Regions from separate parts of the Sus scrofa genome. Here region 2 is linked to region 1. A link is a contact called in public HiChIP or PLAC-seq data. All regions are on one chromosome and are shown on one strand. Each heading gives the region's core, a stretch centred on a gene start, on an enhancer-like site or on the middle of the called end of the contact. The rest is flanking DNA. Distances are from core to core; before and after follow the strand shown.

Region 1 (7,061 bases), core at 1,646-4,145:
TTGAAGGCAGAGTCCCCTTCTTAAATCATTGCATCTCCCACGGTACCTAGAGTATATTGACTGTTGATTGGTTGAGAAATAAGGCCCCTCACAGGAGGAGGGCACAGAAACTCATACAGTGGAGTGACAGGCACGGTGCTAGGGCTGTGCAAACACATGCAAACAGCCTGCATAACGTGGTCTAGCGGAAAGAAAACGGGGGGGGGGGGCAGCGCACTTTTGCTCTCTGAAAGCCGTGGACACAGAGGCCCCAAACCCATGACTCTCCGAGAACAAAAAGAGAAACTGTGTCTGTTCTCAGCACGTGGGATTGATGGAAGGACTCGAAGGATGTGAAATTAAGTACTGCAGTGGGTTGCCTAGAGAGGCCGGGAACCCCTCTCTCTGAATATCTGTAAAGATGGGGGCAGGGCGCATCACCATGAAACTACAGCTGCAGGATGCACTGACCTGCCTTCTCCTGAGCAGTGCATTAGACAGCCCTCGCTCACTGCCTTTATCAGAGTTACAGGTAAGAAAGGAGAGTCCTTTGGGGGTAAGATGTCTTAGAGGAAATGTTGATTTGCCCCCCACCCCACTCCACCCTTTTTTTTTTTTTTTTTTTTGGCCACACTCACACATATGGAAATTCCCAGGCCAGGGACTGAATCCGAGCCATAGCTGCAACCTACACCACAGCTGTGGCAATGCTGGATCCTTAACCCACCGTGCCAGGCCAGGGCTTAAACCCACACTGCCAAAGAGACAATGCTGGGTCTTTAACCTGCTGCACCACAGCAGGAACTCCTCATTTGCCCTTTGCTTTCTGATCTCCCGGGGTAATGAGCAAGGTTCAGGAGGATTAGCAACTGCAGGCAGACCAATGTTCCTGTGTAGAGACATAAGGTAGACTCTCATTATCATCCAGCTCATTTCCCCACGAATTGCGTGTTCCATGATCAGATAACAACCTCTAAGCATTTTCAAATACATCCAGTAAAAGGCTGATACAACTCCTTCTGACCATATACTCCTTGCAGTGATGTAATGTCTTCTGCAAAGGGGCTGCGGCAGTTATCAAGCCCAATTATTTCTCTAGGATCTCCTGAGAGTAAGTGCTCAATAACACACATGAATAATAACTAACACTAAAATAATTTGTGAGTACTTTCCCCACACATTTCCTAATTTAAGGAGGAGTTCTTTCCACTATGCTTTGCTTCTCAAATGAAGTATGGAGCCTGAAAAAAGTTTCAGCCCAGTCTCTCCCACCACACATCTCATCACATGGATCACTGTGCATTATAACATTTCAGGGACGGGTACACTGGGTCCCCGCTTAGCATATGATGAATAAATGAATGGATATGCTATATAGCGGATGGACTGTATGGAGTCAGTGGAAAGCAGACACTTTAAGGGAAAGGAGAATCTTATATTCAAATGATTTATAGGGAGTCTACTGAGTGTCAGGCATTGGAGACCCAGACACGATCGCCCTGCCCTCATGGGGCTTAGAGTCCATTGCAAGAGATAGACGTTAAGAAACTATTACAGCAAACGAGTCACATTTTTGTTAAATGCTACAAAAGGTAGCAGGGAGCTTTGCTCTCGGATCCGAAGGAAGAGCGATTTGCACACGCAGAAGTGGAGGCAAATGAAAAGGGTAAAAGGAGTAGGGAAATTGCTTCTCACAAATAGAACTTAACCTAAGGGACAACTACTTCCAGTCCCGCATCCTGGCTGCCTACCCGAATCGAAAAAGCAAAGGCTAGAGAGAAGTGAGAGGCCAGTTTATGTAAGCGGGGTGGGGCGGCAGGGAGAAGCCGGAGAGGCGTGTACTGGCGTGGAGAGAGTTAAGCGGGGCCAGCCAGGGACGCCACGGGTTAAAGGGGGGCGGTCCGAAGCGTGTCCGGTAGGCCCGCCCACCGAGGGTGGGGGTGGGGCCTCGCGGAAGGAGCCCTTGGATTGGCCGCGGGGAAGGCGTTACGCTAGGACGGTACCAACAGTCGCGAGCCGCGGAGGCGGGGGGTGGGTGTGGGACCGCCGGCTCCGCGCGGGGAGAGGTGGCCAGGGAATGGCCGGGCTGGGGGTAGGCGGGAGCCGCAGTGGCGGCGGCTGGGGGCGGTGAGCGCGGCGTGGGGCTGCCCCTCCCCGGAGGCGGCGGGGGCGGCCGAGGCCGCGCCGCACCGCACCGCGAGGGTGGCCATGGAGCGAGCCTAGGGCCCGGCAGGTGAGCAGTGTGGGAGCGGGGGAGGGCGCGCGACCCCAGTCCCCGGCGCGGCGCGGCGCGGCGGGCGGGAAAGTGCGGGCCGGCCCCCGGGCGGGGCGCGGTGCGTGCCGCGCGCCGGGCGGGGGCTGCCTGGGGCGGGGCGCCTCCCTGAGGGGCTGGGCGCCGGTGCCCTGAGAGGTCCCGGAGCGGCCGCTGCCTCGGAGACTGGCCCGGGCCGCGCACGGTGCCTCGCTGGCCCCGAGCGGGCTCATGCGGGGCCGTCGCGGCCGAAGTGACTCGGTCGAGGCCGCCGTCTCTTCGGCCCGCCGGAGGCGCGGGCCTTACCTGGGGGCGCCTCGTGCTGCCCAGGGTCTGTTTAATGACCCACCCTTGCGCCCCGACTCGGTCCCCAGAGGTGACTGGCCCACGGTGCCGCCCTCGTGTCCCGCCGAGTGCCCGCTGCAGCAGCGCAGAGGGGATCGCGGGCCCACCTCGTGGCCGAAAAGCGCGAGTGACCTCCAGGCCGGAGGCGGGAGGCGGGGTAACGGTGCCTAGGGGTCCGGGTCTCCTCGGGGTCGCGTATCCCGTGCTCGCAGTCCGGCACAACTTAAGGAAACGATACGGCCGTCCGAAGTGGGTTGCGCTTGAGATTTCATTTCCGGGTTCGCTGGCCCGGCGATTGAAAGCGAACCGAAACGTTGCCATCAACGATGAGCGTGAGGCAGTTGTCAAGTTGCGTCCTTGATTGTGGAAACTGATAAAGAGTTTCATTCTCATCAGGTTTCTGTTACCTACAAGTCAACCGGTAGGAAGAGAAAGGGTAGAAGGACGTTGGAGGGAAAGTGAAGGGGACAAGGCATGATTGGTCGTTAGGGAATTGTTAGTCCTTTAAATGACCATAGTATCATTTATAGGGCTAGTTTATAATCAGGGAAATGAGACGCTTGGTACAGCGAGTTGAATCTGGGGTCAAGTATCAAATCATCACCAGCCACTTTCCCTCTGCAGGTGTGATTTCGCACTTTGAAAAGAACAAAAATGTGGGATCTTTTCGTTTTTAAATTGTAGGACTTTATAACTGTAAACTGTGACTGTGATTACTGTTTGCTAAGTATTCGTGTTCTCCTTGTGTTGTAAAATGCATACCTTTCATTGGGATCGATTATTTTAAATTGGTCCAGAGACCTTAGGGTGCTTATGTATTACAGGGCTTAAGTTTATATAGGAGCTTTGAACTAAGCCTCAGAGTGCTTTCACATATACTGTTATTTATCATCAAGACATATCCCTGAGAGGAGTTCCCATCGTGGCTCAACAGAAACGAACCCAACTAGTATCCATGAAGATGAGGGTTCAATCCCAGGCCCCGCTCAGTGGGTTAAGGATCAGGCGTTCCCCAGGCTCCAGTGTAGGTCACAGATGCAGCTGGGAACCTGCCTTGCTGTGGCTGCGGTGTGGGCTGGAAGCCACAGCTCTGATTCAGTCCTTAGCCTGGTAACTTCCATGTGCTGCAAGTGCAGACCCCCAAAAAAACTAAAAAAGAAGACATGTCTCTGAGAAACAGATATTAAAAATGCTAAATTATTTGCCTAGACTTAGAGTCAGTCTAAGGTGGATTTAAAATTAACCTGTAGTTCCCTGGTGGCCTAGCCTTTTAAGGATCTGGCATTGTCACTGCTGTGGCTCCACTCACTGCTGTGGCACAGGTTCAATCCCTGGTCCAGGAACCTCTGCATATCATGGATGTGGCCAGAAAGAAAATAATGTTTTGTGTTAAATTAATAACTTCTGAAATTTGTGAAGATGTTGAACTTTGGCCTTTAGAACCAGATAGTAGCATCAATCAACAAGAAGTCCTTTCCCCTTTGAAAGTGCTTGTCAAAAGAGAATAAAGAAACACAAGCAAGCAATTCAGACTCTCACCTTCACTTACAGTAAAGCGCAGTGATAAAAATGAATGGAGGTAAAAGACGATCAGGAAATGTTAGAGCTCACAGCATTTCTTCAATACGATGGGTATAATGTGACAGCGATTTGTTCTGTTTGTTTCTCTGGCACTAGTAGGAAAATAGCTATGATTTGGTTAAGGAAAGAAAATTGGAGAACACATGCCCTGAGTGCTTTGAAATAGGGAAAGTAATTTCTGTCATCTAATCCTTTATGGCATGGAGTTATCTTACATTGAGTTGATAATTCCTTGACCTTTAGTCCATTCTCTTGATGTCCATCTGTAGACTTCAACTCTTTCACGCCGCGTTAAAGCATCTGCTTTTTATCTTTTCTGAATTTTGAGTTTCTAAGTGAAACTTCCCTTCTCCTTTACTTGCAGGGCAGGCTTCAGCTTCCTTCACTTTGTGTGACCATCATTTCAATGGTACAGACCCTGAAGCCAGATACTTCAGCTCTTGAATTGATAACTTTTAAAAATAGCAACCTCAGTGGTTGCCTCTTGGTGATTGCTCTCGTCCTAGAATAGAAGCAGTAGGCTGCTCTTTGTATTCTATGGCCCTCTTTGCAAACAGTAAAAGGAAGACTTTCTTCTGAAGCTGAGGTCCACTCTGGGACTAAGTGGCAGGTGGTTTTGGGGTGGGGAGCACAAGTGGAATGAAGCACAACAGTTTTGTTGTTGTAGTGCCGATGATTGATGTCCTTTTCTTTTTGCACTGTAGGCACAGTGCATAGTAGGTGTCCAAGAAATATTTGGTAGTTGAATGAATGAATGGAAAACAGTATGAGAGAGGAGGAAATGTTATAGTGCAGATATTAAATTTGTTTGTGTCCCTCCTTATAGGAAAAAGAAAAAAGCCAAGAAAGCGTGTGTAAGAGTCCTGTTGAAAATAGTTCCCTTGAGATGGGTATCTGTCTGTAAAGCGTGTTACTTGATGGAGCTGCTTTGAAATCTGATGGTGTGACTGTGTGGTGGTCTAGCCACCTGCAGCCTGGGATCAGCGTATGGTCCTCCACTCAGGTGCAGCTTCACAGACTTGCTCCTGCAGCCTTCCCTGGCTAGGCTCACTGAGCAGTTGGATTGGTAGACAATATTTTTGCACCAGTAGAACTGGAGCTCTTGGTGTTGGCCATGCCAGTGTCCTGGATCCTGACTGTCCATCTTCTGGTCCTTCATATTGGGGTACTGGAGCTCCTACTATTGGCCACGCCAGTATCCTGGATCCTGACTGTCCATCTCCTGGTCCTTCCTGTTGGGGGTGGGAGAAGTGAGTTATCCCTCCCTGAGTGCTTCTCCAGCAAGTCCTCACACCCCACCTGACTACCTCTCCCTCTTTCTCTTCCTTGAGTGCCTCTCTAACCTTCAAGAACTAATGAATTCATTAGCACAGAGCTGGGATACAGAACAGAAGGAAAACCTTCCTTTGCAACGGAAAATAGCTTTCAGCCAATCTGTAATGTCAATGTGACTGCTAGAGCCATCCGAGGGAGAATATAATACAGAGCTCTCACTTGGGATGTTGTCATTCTTAACCAAAATGGGTAGAAGGAAGGCCTAGCTCTGGATCTAGTGAGCCTGGGCCGGGGGGAGCATCTCTCTCCGCTGTATGAGGTAAGAGATGAAGGCAGATGCAGAAAAGAGAAACTGAGTTTTGTTGGGTGTGTGTTTGGAAGTCTGTACTTTCTGGCAAGGTAACTCCCCTTTGGAGGGAAAGGTGTTAATTTGGGTACATTTTTTAAAAGGAGCTCAAGGAATATGATACTATGAATATGAAGCAGAACCAAGTACAGGTTGGGGCAGGGACGTTTGATCGTTCCATGCTCTTAATTCCTGACTTTCTGCTTTAGGTGTAGAGTAGTGTGGAAATAAAGATATGTGCAAAAATCCCTTTATTTATTTATTTACTTATTTATTTTTTAGGGCCACACCTGAAGCATATGGAAGTTCCCAGGCTAGGGATCGAATCAGCTGCAGCTACCAGCCTACGCCACAGCATCACTAGATCTGAGCCATCATCTATGACCTACACCACAGCTCCTGGCAACGCTGGATCTTTAACCCCACCGAGCAAGAGGCCAGGGATCAAACCCGCATCCTCATGGTTACTAGTCAGGTTTGTAATCTGCTGAGCCACAACGGGAACTCCCCCCAAATTCTTATTTTAGCTACACTTTTTTTGGAAAAAAATTTTCCAATGTATTTGCACAGTTGCGTATGTTTTGTTTTTTAAACAATACAGTTTAACCTTTATTGACTGAAGGCTACGATGGCAGACTAACCCTGAAGGGCTTTGAGCTGACTGGAATATGGCAGTGGTTTGCCCCTCTGCTCTTTGGAGTCTTGAATTTGCTTTCATTAGTTAATCTGTTTCTTTTCGCGGTGGAAAAGCTGTGCTTTTGCTGGTGTTCGTGTCCCTGCTGCCCTCTTTTAAATTTTTGCAGCATCTGACCTCCCATGGAGTCGCATCCCACAGAACTCTGCTTCCTGAAATTGAAAGCAAAACAGCTGAATAGGCTTAGAGAGGGTCTGCCTGGATCTTCTTTGTGAGTGGATGAACTTGGAGATGATGATTTTGGCTGCCCAAAGACCTTCTGTTCATTTGTTGTTTCTTTTCCTTGGTTTAGATAGTGAACTTGCCCTCTGTATCCATGCATTTAGGTCCCTATAGTTCTCTCTGTGGGAAAAAGAAGATGCTATGGAGATACCCGTGGAGGTTCTCCTTTCAGAGAGCATTGCCAGTAATTCTTGAAGATCTGGTTCCAGCCCTGTCTCGTACCATTCTCAGGCAATGTCTTGGACTATCTCCAGTCTTCCTCTTAGCATTTCCACATCATCTTTACTCCCAGTCCCAACCAGTGCCAGATGCCAGTGTGGCAATAGCGGTTGCCTTAAGAGGTGAAAGCAAGGTATGCAGAGGCAGTA
Region 2 (7,095 bases), core at 145-2,644, 710 kb after region 1:
TATACTTATGAATACGTATTCATATATCCTAGTAGACGCTTAAATTAATGAGTACATTGTTCTAATCATTTCTTCTCTTGTTCTCTTTTGATTCACTAAATTCCTCCACATATCTCAAACTCCTAAAGTAACATCCAGAGCTCATGATTCCTTTTGGTATTGATGGCCAAGCAATTCCCTTATATTAGCTATGAATCTACTGTCTATGCAATGTCACCTCTTTTGGGCCACCCCTGTAGTCTGGAAAACATCTACAGCAGAACATCTGGTTTGACAAGAGTTTAGCTTTACCTCAGTTAGTGATGAAAGTTGGTATTTGTAAGATTACTAGGTGTGGAGGCACGTAGGGCAGAGCTAGAATTATGTATCCTTATTACCTAGACAAAAGAGGGAAAATCCTAAGCAAATATACTGTTAAGGTCCAAGTTTCTATATAGTCACCTGTCCTGGCAACTGTTTTAAAGAGGCTCTTAATATATGCATTCCTGATTAGTAATCCTATAAAGTTTTATACACTTTAATGACTTTATTACAGAACCTTTATCATATGAATGAGTAATTTAATAGGCACCTATAAACTATTGCCTAAAAAATAAAAGGCGGGTACTAACCAAGTGTGAACATTTCCCAGCATTTTGTTAGAAAAGATCTAAGTCCCACATATTTCCAAATAATATCTAATGCAGGTTGACGAGGAAGAAGATGCTTTTCACCAAAGATTTTTAAAAAGTGTCATTTCCCATGCTGCTACTCCTTCAGTTTCTTTGGCTGTATTGTATAAACAAGACTAAACTAAGTGCAGTTCCTAACAGGCAGAAACCTAAGCGATTCTGCCTGTAACACAGCACTAACATGGTTTCTGAACAGTGCTGCTGGAATAGAGTTTTTATCCGAAGCCAGGAATGTTCGCTGTGTGTGCATTTTACACACGGGAATCCACCCGAGTCAACCTGTAGATCCGATTTTGTACACTCAACTGTGACTTAAAAACCTAAAACCGGTTAACTGCCTTCACGAGGAGCTTGAAACTAATATTTTCTCCAAGCAGAGAGGAAACCTGCAAAAGTACCTTTCTTATCACCCCTGCTAGGGGCACATGGAAAGGTACGGCTAAGGCAGCAGTCGATCAAAAAGGCAGCGGGGAAAGTGCGCAACAGCCTGGGCTCAAGGACCGAAACTCCCCCTCGAGCCCGTCTCGCCCCGCCTTCCCCAGGGACTCGGTATGGGGGCCGGGCCGGCCCGGGCGTCTCCTGCGTGCGGGCAACAAATAGTCGCCACGAGCAGCTGGGCAGAGGACTGGCTACTTGCCCAGCCAGTTGTCCCTTCTCCGTCGTCCCCCACCCCTCCTCCTCCCCGAAGGCTGAGAACAGCGACGTCCTCCTCCCTCTTCTCCTCCTCTTTGGTGCCTTCAGCCAAGAGGCGGGAGTGACCCGCGGCAGCTGACCCAGCACCGGCACTGCCTGTCCCACAGCCCTCAGAACACACCATGGGCCCAGAGGCAGGTTTGCAGCACAGCAGCGACGACGCCAGCGGCAGCCCGGGCGACTCTCAACTGCCTCCCTGACCGCCGACACCACCGCCCACTACCCCGAAAAGCCATCGCCCGCAAAGGGAGAAGAATCTACAGGCTCCCCCGAAATCATCTTAGCGATCGACTCAAGCTACGTCAACAACTATGGCGAGCGAGGAGCGGCGGGCGGAGCCGGTGAGGGAAGGATGGGGGGTGTACGTCACGCCCAGGGCCCGCTGAGGGAAGGAAGGTCCCGGCTCGCCCCTCAAAATGGCGGCGGCAGTGATGCGCCTGCGTACGGAACTCCTACGCCGCCGCGCCACAGCCGGCGGGAAGTGAGGTTCTCAGAAGAGCCGCCCGAAGTGTACGGCGACTTCGAGCCCCGGGCGGCCAAAGAAAAGGTCCCGGTGGGAAGGCAGATTCCGCTAGAAGAGTTCCGGCCCGATTCAGCGAAAGAGGAAGTGAGAGAAAGCGCTTATTACCTTCGGTCTCGGCGGCAGAGGCAGCCGCGGCTCCCGGAAGCCGAGGAGATGAAAACGCGAAGGGGTACCCGCCTCCAGCAGCAGCAGCAGCAGCCTCACTCACAGCCGCCTCCGCTCCAGTCGTCTCCGGTCACGACCAGGAGAGGATTACGGGACTCCCATTCATCTGAAGGTGAGGCCGACGGAGGTAACAGTCGCAGCCGAGAGCCAGGGAGGGAGTGCCGCGGGCGGGGCCGCGCGCGGAGGGTGTGCGCGCTGCGTGTGCCTACTTGCCTGCCTGCCTGCCTGGCGCTCATCCGCTCCTGGGCGCCTCTGCCCGGGTGGACGTGCGCCCCCACGCCGGGTCCGCCCCGACCGCTGGCGGGAAAGAGGCAGGGGCGGGGATGCTGGAAGGAAAGGAAGTCGTGCAGAGCGACTTCAGCAGAGCTCAGGAGCCGCGTGCATCCCGGGGCATCAGTTTAGGGGTGTCGAGGCTTGCCACTGGTCTGCAGGCCTGCACGTTAGGAAGGCGAGTTAGGCGGTAGGCGGGACACTGAATCACTCCAGGGTCGGTTTCTTGCCGGTTTTCTCTGTCCTGCGGATGTTTCTACCAAACCACTTCCATTTCCTCCTTTAAATCTCGGAGGCCAGAAGTCCCCAGCTGAGAATTTTGGATCTCATCTAACCTTCCAGTCTTTTTCCATCACTACCCAGGTAGGGAGAGAGGGAGAATTTTGTGAGTGGCCGTTTTGAGGGCTTGGTGTAGTTGATGAATTGCCTTGAGATCTCACCCAAATACTTAACACCGAAATGGGGTAAGCATTTATCCCGAACTTGAAGCTCCCAGTGTCTGATAAACTTGAGCTGATCACTCTTTCCTGAGTGTCATGAGTTTCTGCCAAAAATTAGGCACGGGCATATTGGGGATCCTCAGTCTAACCTCAGTGGTTAAGGAGTAGCCCAACAAAGCAAGACCCTTAATTAATCATCGTCTAAAGGGGCCACAAGAATACTGACAGAGTGATTGTAGAGATGTAGGAAAGTCACAGGTGAATCAACTCTCTTAATCCATCCTCTCCCACCCTGCCGTCTCTCTCCCATCTAAGAGGGAGTTCCAGAGGAACTTTACTGTTGACCCCAAGTAGGGCACCTATGACATAAAATCAGGGGAGTTGAATCATAATGGGATTACATAGTTAGTGATAGACCCACTGATGGATATGAGGAGGAGGTGGATTTTCAGTGTAGAGCACAGTAATAGGCTGCAGGTTTACCTCTTGACAGGAGGAAGTGTTGACACATTGGAAGATGTTTTGATTTTGGAAACTGCTAAAGATATGTAAGTTACTATTGGAAGTAGTAATTCAAGACACTTTAGCCCACATATTAGTTTTTTCTCTCTTTTAACATTATAAACTTCCTGAAGACAAAGATCTTACATATCTTTTTTTTTTTTTTGGTCTTTCTTCTATTTCTTGGGCCGCTCCTGCAGCATATGGAGGTTCCCAGGCTAGGTGTCTAATTGGAGCTGTAGCCACCGGCCTACGCCAGAGCCACAGCAATGTCAGATCCGAGCCGCATCTGCGACCTAACGCCACAGCTCACGGCAACGCCGGATCTTTAACCCACAGAGCGAAGCCAGGGATCGAACATGCAACCTCATGGTTCCTAGTCGGATTCGTTAACCACTGAGCCACAACGGGACCTCCACATCTTACATATTTGAAGGATCATGTTATATTTCAGTGCTTAAATTTGTTCTATGTCTCCAGTATCTGGAAAAATGCTTTAGTAGGCAGTAAATATGTTAAATTGTATTGACTCTCCCACCCAGGCTGGTGCAGTTGTATAAGCCAGTTTTTTAAAACAGGTAAAGGATTGACTTCTCTTTTAGTAAATCTATTAGACCTAAAATGTTTTAGAAACATTTTTCACTCTTCTCCTTCCTTCCACATCATTTATGACACTATAGCCCATCTTTGAAATTTTCTAAAGTAATGTATTTTTGTTGTAAAGCATCATTGGTGAATAGTTTATTTTTATATTGTCTTTTTTATTGACTAAAGTCCTACGTTTTGGTAAACCTAACTGCATATTTCTAAAGGAATGGATTACTTGCATTTGTGTTTATATATTGTTGTTAATATGCATAATCTTTACTCAGTAGGTATATTCTAATTGTACAATTGTTGTATCTATTCTTCAGAAGATGAAACACCTTCACAAACTGTTTTAAGCCAAACGGTCTCAAAGAAAACTATCATGAGAACCCAAGAGACTCCAGGTAAGAAGAGTGAGGTTTTTTTCCCTTACATGCCAAGTTTTTTAATGTATATATTGCAGCCTGATCCATCAAGGGTCCCAAATCATACCTTATTCAGAGTTTCAGTGAATCTTTTCTTTCTTGCTTTCTTTTTTTTTTTTTTTTTTTTTTTGGCTTTTTAGGGCCAAACCCACGGCATATGGAAGTTCCCAGGCTAGGAGTTGAATTGGAGCTACAGCTGCTGGCCTATGCCAAAGCCACAGCAACGCAAGATCCGAGCTGCATCTGGGACCTATACCGCAGCTCACGACAACACCAGATCCTTAACCCAGTGAGCAAGACCGGGGATTGAAACCTCATGGTTACTAGTCAGATTTGTTTCCACTGAGCCACTACAGGAAATCCCTCAGTGAATCTTCTTTAGAGGTTATTGAATTAAGCGATAAGAACCTGTATCAAGTAAAGACAGGGCGCATACTTCAGCACTTACTAAGTACCAGCCACTTTGTATGTGCTAATTCATTCACATGCAAGGTAGATATACCAGTTTTTTTTCTGGGACTCAGAATAGCGTACTTTTCCTTAAGATTACTTGCTATGTGAATGAGCCAAATTCAGACCCAAGTTTGTCTTCGAAACCGTATCATTTTCCCCCAGTACCTCACTGTCACTCTCCCATGTAATAATTAGCTACTCGGTAAAACTTGTTAAGTTTTGCTTTAAGATGGATTAAATGATCTGCACAGTAAACTCATGACACAATATGGTCAGTCTTCTTAGTTGACTACATTTCGTCAAATCTAAGGTCTCATCGGTTATGAGATACATCATCGTTGTTTTATGTACCACCCAGAAGAAAGCAGTGCTGCCAGTCAAACTCCAACATGCCATAGATTGTGTGATCTCTCACAATTTCTGAGCTGTTAAAGGGTAAAAACATTTGCATCTTAATATCACTGTAACATGGAGGTAGGGTGCATTTGCTAGTCTGATTAAAGTTTTAAAATCTGTTTAAACTATTTTGAAGAGCATGGGAAAGGATTAAGTCCACAAGAGTAGATGATTATAACTATTGAAACTGATCCTCTCTGGCTTTTTGGGGGGATGGGGAGTGCTAGCACATGTGGAAGTTCCTCAGCCTAGGGATTGAGCCCATGCCAGAGCAGTAGACAATGCCAGATCCTTAACCTGGATCCTTAACCTGCTGAGCCACCAAGGAACTCCCTCTGGTTGTTCCTGTTTTTTTTTTTTTTTTTTTAACCCAAGTGCTGACTTATTTCCTTATCCATTGCTTCTAATAAGGTTATGCTTTATGATTTAAACTATTATATTCTCGATTTAGATTTAAGTTTATCTGGTTCAAGTTCAGTTCCAAATAAATGCATGCTTTATGCTTAATTCTTTGAACAGCCTATATGTTAATTCTTTGAACAGCCTGTATGTTAATTCTTTGAACAGCCTGTATGTTAAGATTATAAACTATCTTAGATAAATGCTTTGAGTGATAGGTGCTATAAGCATTTTCCAAACCATTTGGAAAAGCCATATTCTTGAAATTGTATTTACAGTAGCTTTATTGCATGCTCCTTATACCGAAGAAACAGAAATTCCTCATTTTTAAAATTGACAGTAGGAGCTCCCTCTGTGGTGGAATGGGTTAAGAATCCAACTGAGGTGGCTTGGGTCGCTGCAGAGGTGCAGGCTTGATCTCCAGCCTGGTGCAGTGGGTTAAAGGATCCAGCATTGCTGCAGTTGCAGTGTAGGTTGCAGCTGCAGCTTGGATTTGAGCCCTGGCCCAGGAATTTCCATATGCCGAGGGTATGGCCATAAAAAGTTTTAAAAAATAAAATCAGTGGTAAATTTCTAAAAATTGCAGAGTTAGGTAAATTGATGTAATTAAGACTTAAGCACCAGCCTGTGAACCATCATCAAACTCATAAACATAAGAGTGTCTCGGTCTTTTGGAGTTCACCTAGTGCTACAGGTAAGGATTGCTAATGAGATATGTGGCTGCATAACATTGCGGGAGGAGCACTGCACGCACCTTGGTTGATTGAGCTACGCACCTTGTATCTCAGGCTTTTATCTGTGTGACTTGCCCTTCCTGACTCAGAAGGCCACTGCAGAAATGGTTTAGTACTTGCAGAATCACCTTGTTCATTGTAGAACATACAAATATAAGGTATTGCGTTTTTTTCCCATCATACTTTATAGATGACTGTCACATTCATAAAATTATACTTTAAGCATTTCTCTTAAGCTTATGCTATAGTTGGTACTGGAAAAGACAAAACATTTCCCAATATAGATGATAGATTGATGGAACCCATGCATGGAATTACTTGAAATATGGAGTTCCCGTCCTGGCGCAGTGGAAATGAATCCAGCTAGGAACCATGAGGTTGCCGGTTTGACCCCTGGCCTCGCTCAGTAGGTTAAGGATCTGGCGTCACTGTGAGCTGTGGTCGCAGATGCGGCTTGGATTTGGCGTTGCTGCGGCTGTGGCCGGCAGCTGTAGCTCTGATTAGACCTCTAGCCTGGGAACCTCCACATGCCCAGGGTGTAGCCCTAAAAAGGCAAGAAATTACTTGGAATATATCGATAGCATACTGTGCCTTGTTGGGAGATTTGAGATACTCAGGGTTCTCTAACTCTAAAAGGGGTTTTTAAAAATCCTGCAGCATCTGACACTTGGCATGTTCCTGGCTCATTCTTCTTAATAAAAGGATAAAGAGTTTAGGAAATCATTAAATAAGTGCTTATAAATCTGTCTAGCAGAGGAATTATTTAAACAAGAGGCACTTTGATGGAAACCTGCTTTAAGTACAGGTTTAAGGATAGCCCCTTCCTCTACCTTGTAG

The links. HiChIP or PLAC-seq counts read pairs in DNA pulled down with a chosen protein or histone mark.
Region 2: an H3K27ac HiChIP or PLAC-seq map of alveolar macrophages shows a contact between it and region 1. The contact joins the promoter of TOR1AIP1 here to the promoter of LOC110255567 in region 1. A contact is called at or near these places in 1 of 5 promoter capture datasets (liver), 1 of 47 Hi-C or Micro-C datasets (heart right ventricle) and 1 of 2 datasets of contacts at active chromatin or transcription factors (alveolar macrophages).

The regions. Positions count from the first base shown.
Region 1 is chr9:120,807,720-120,814,780 of Sscrofa11.1, forward strand. It overlaps LOC110255567 (proline-rich protein HaeIII subfamily 1-like), which reads right to left and starts at 2,896. Exons shown (of 1, transcript XM_021063968.1): 1 at 1,751-2,896. The coding sequence starts at 2,896. The coding sequence ends at 1,751. It overlaps FAM20B (glycosaminoglycan xylosylkinase), which reads left to right and starts at 1,987. Exons shown (of 8, transcript XM_021063731.1): 1 at 1,987-2,212.
Region 2 is chr9:121,514,297-121,521,391 of Sscrofa11.1, forward strand. It overlaps TOR1AIP1 (torsin-1A-interacting protein 1), which reads left to right and starts at 1,395. Exons shown (of 11, transcript XM_021063744.1): 1 at 1,395-1,739; 2 at 1,742-2,164; 3 at 4,178-4,255. The coding sequence starts at 1,676. It also overlaps a transcript of TOR1AIP2 not described here.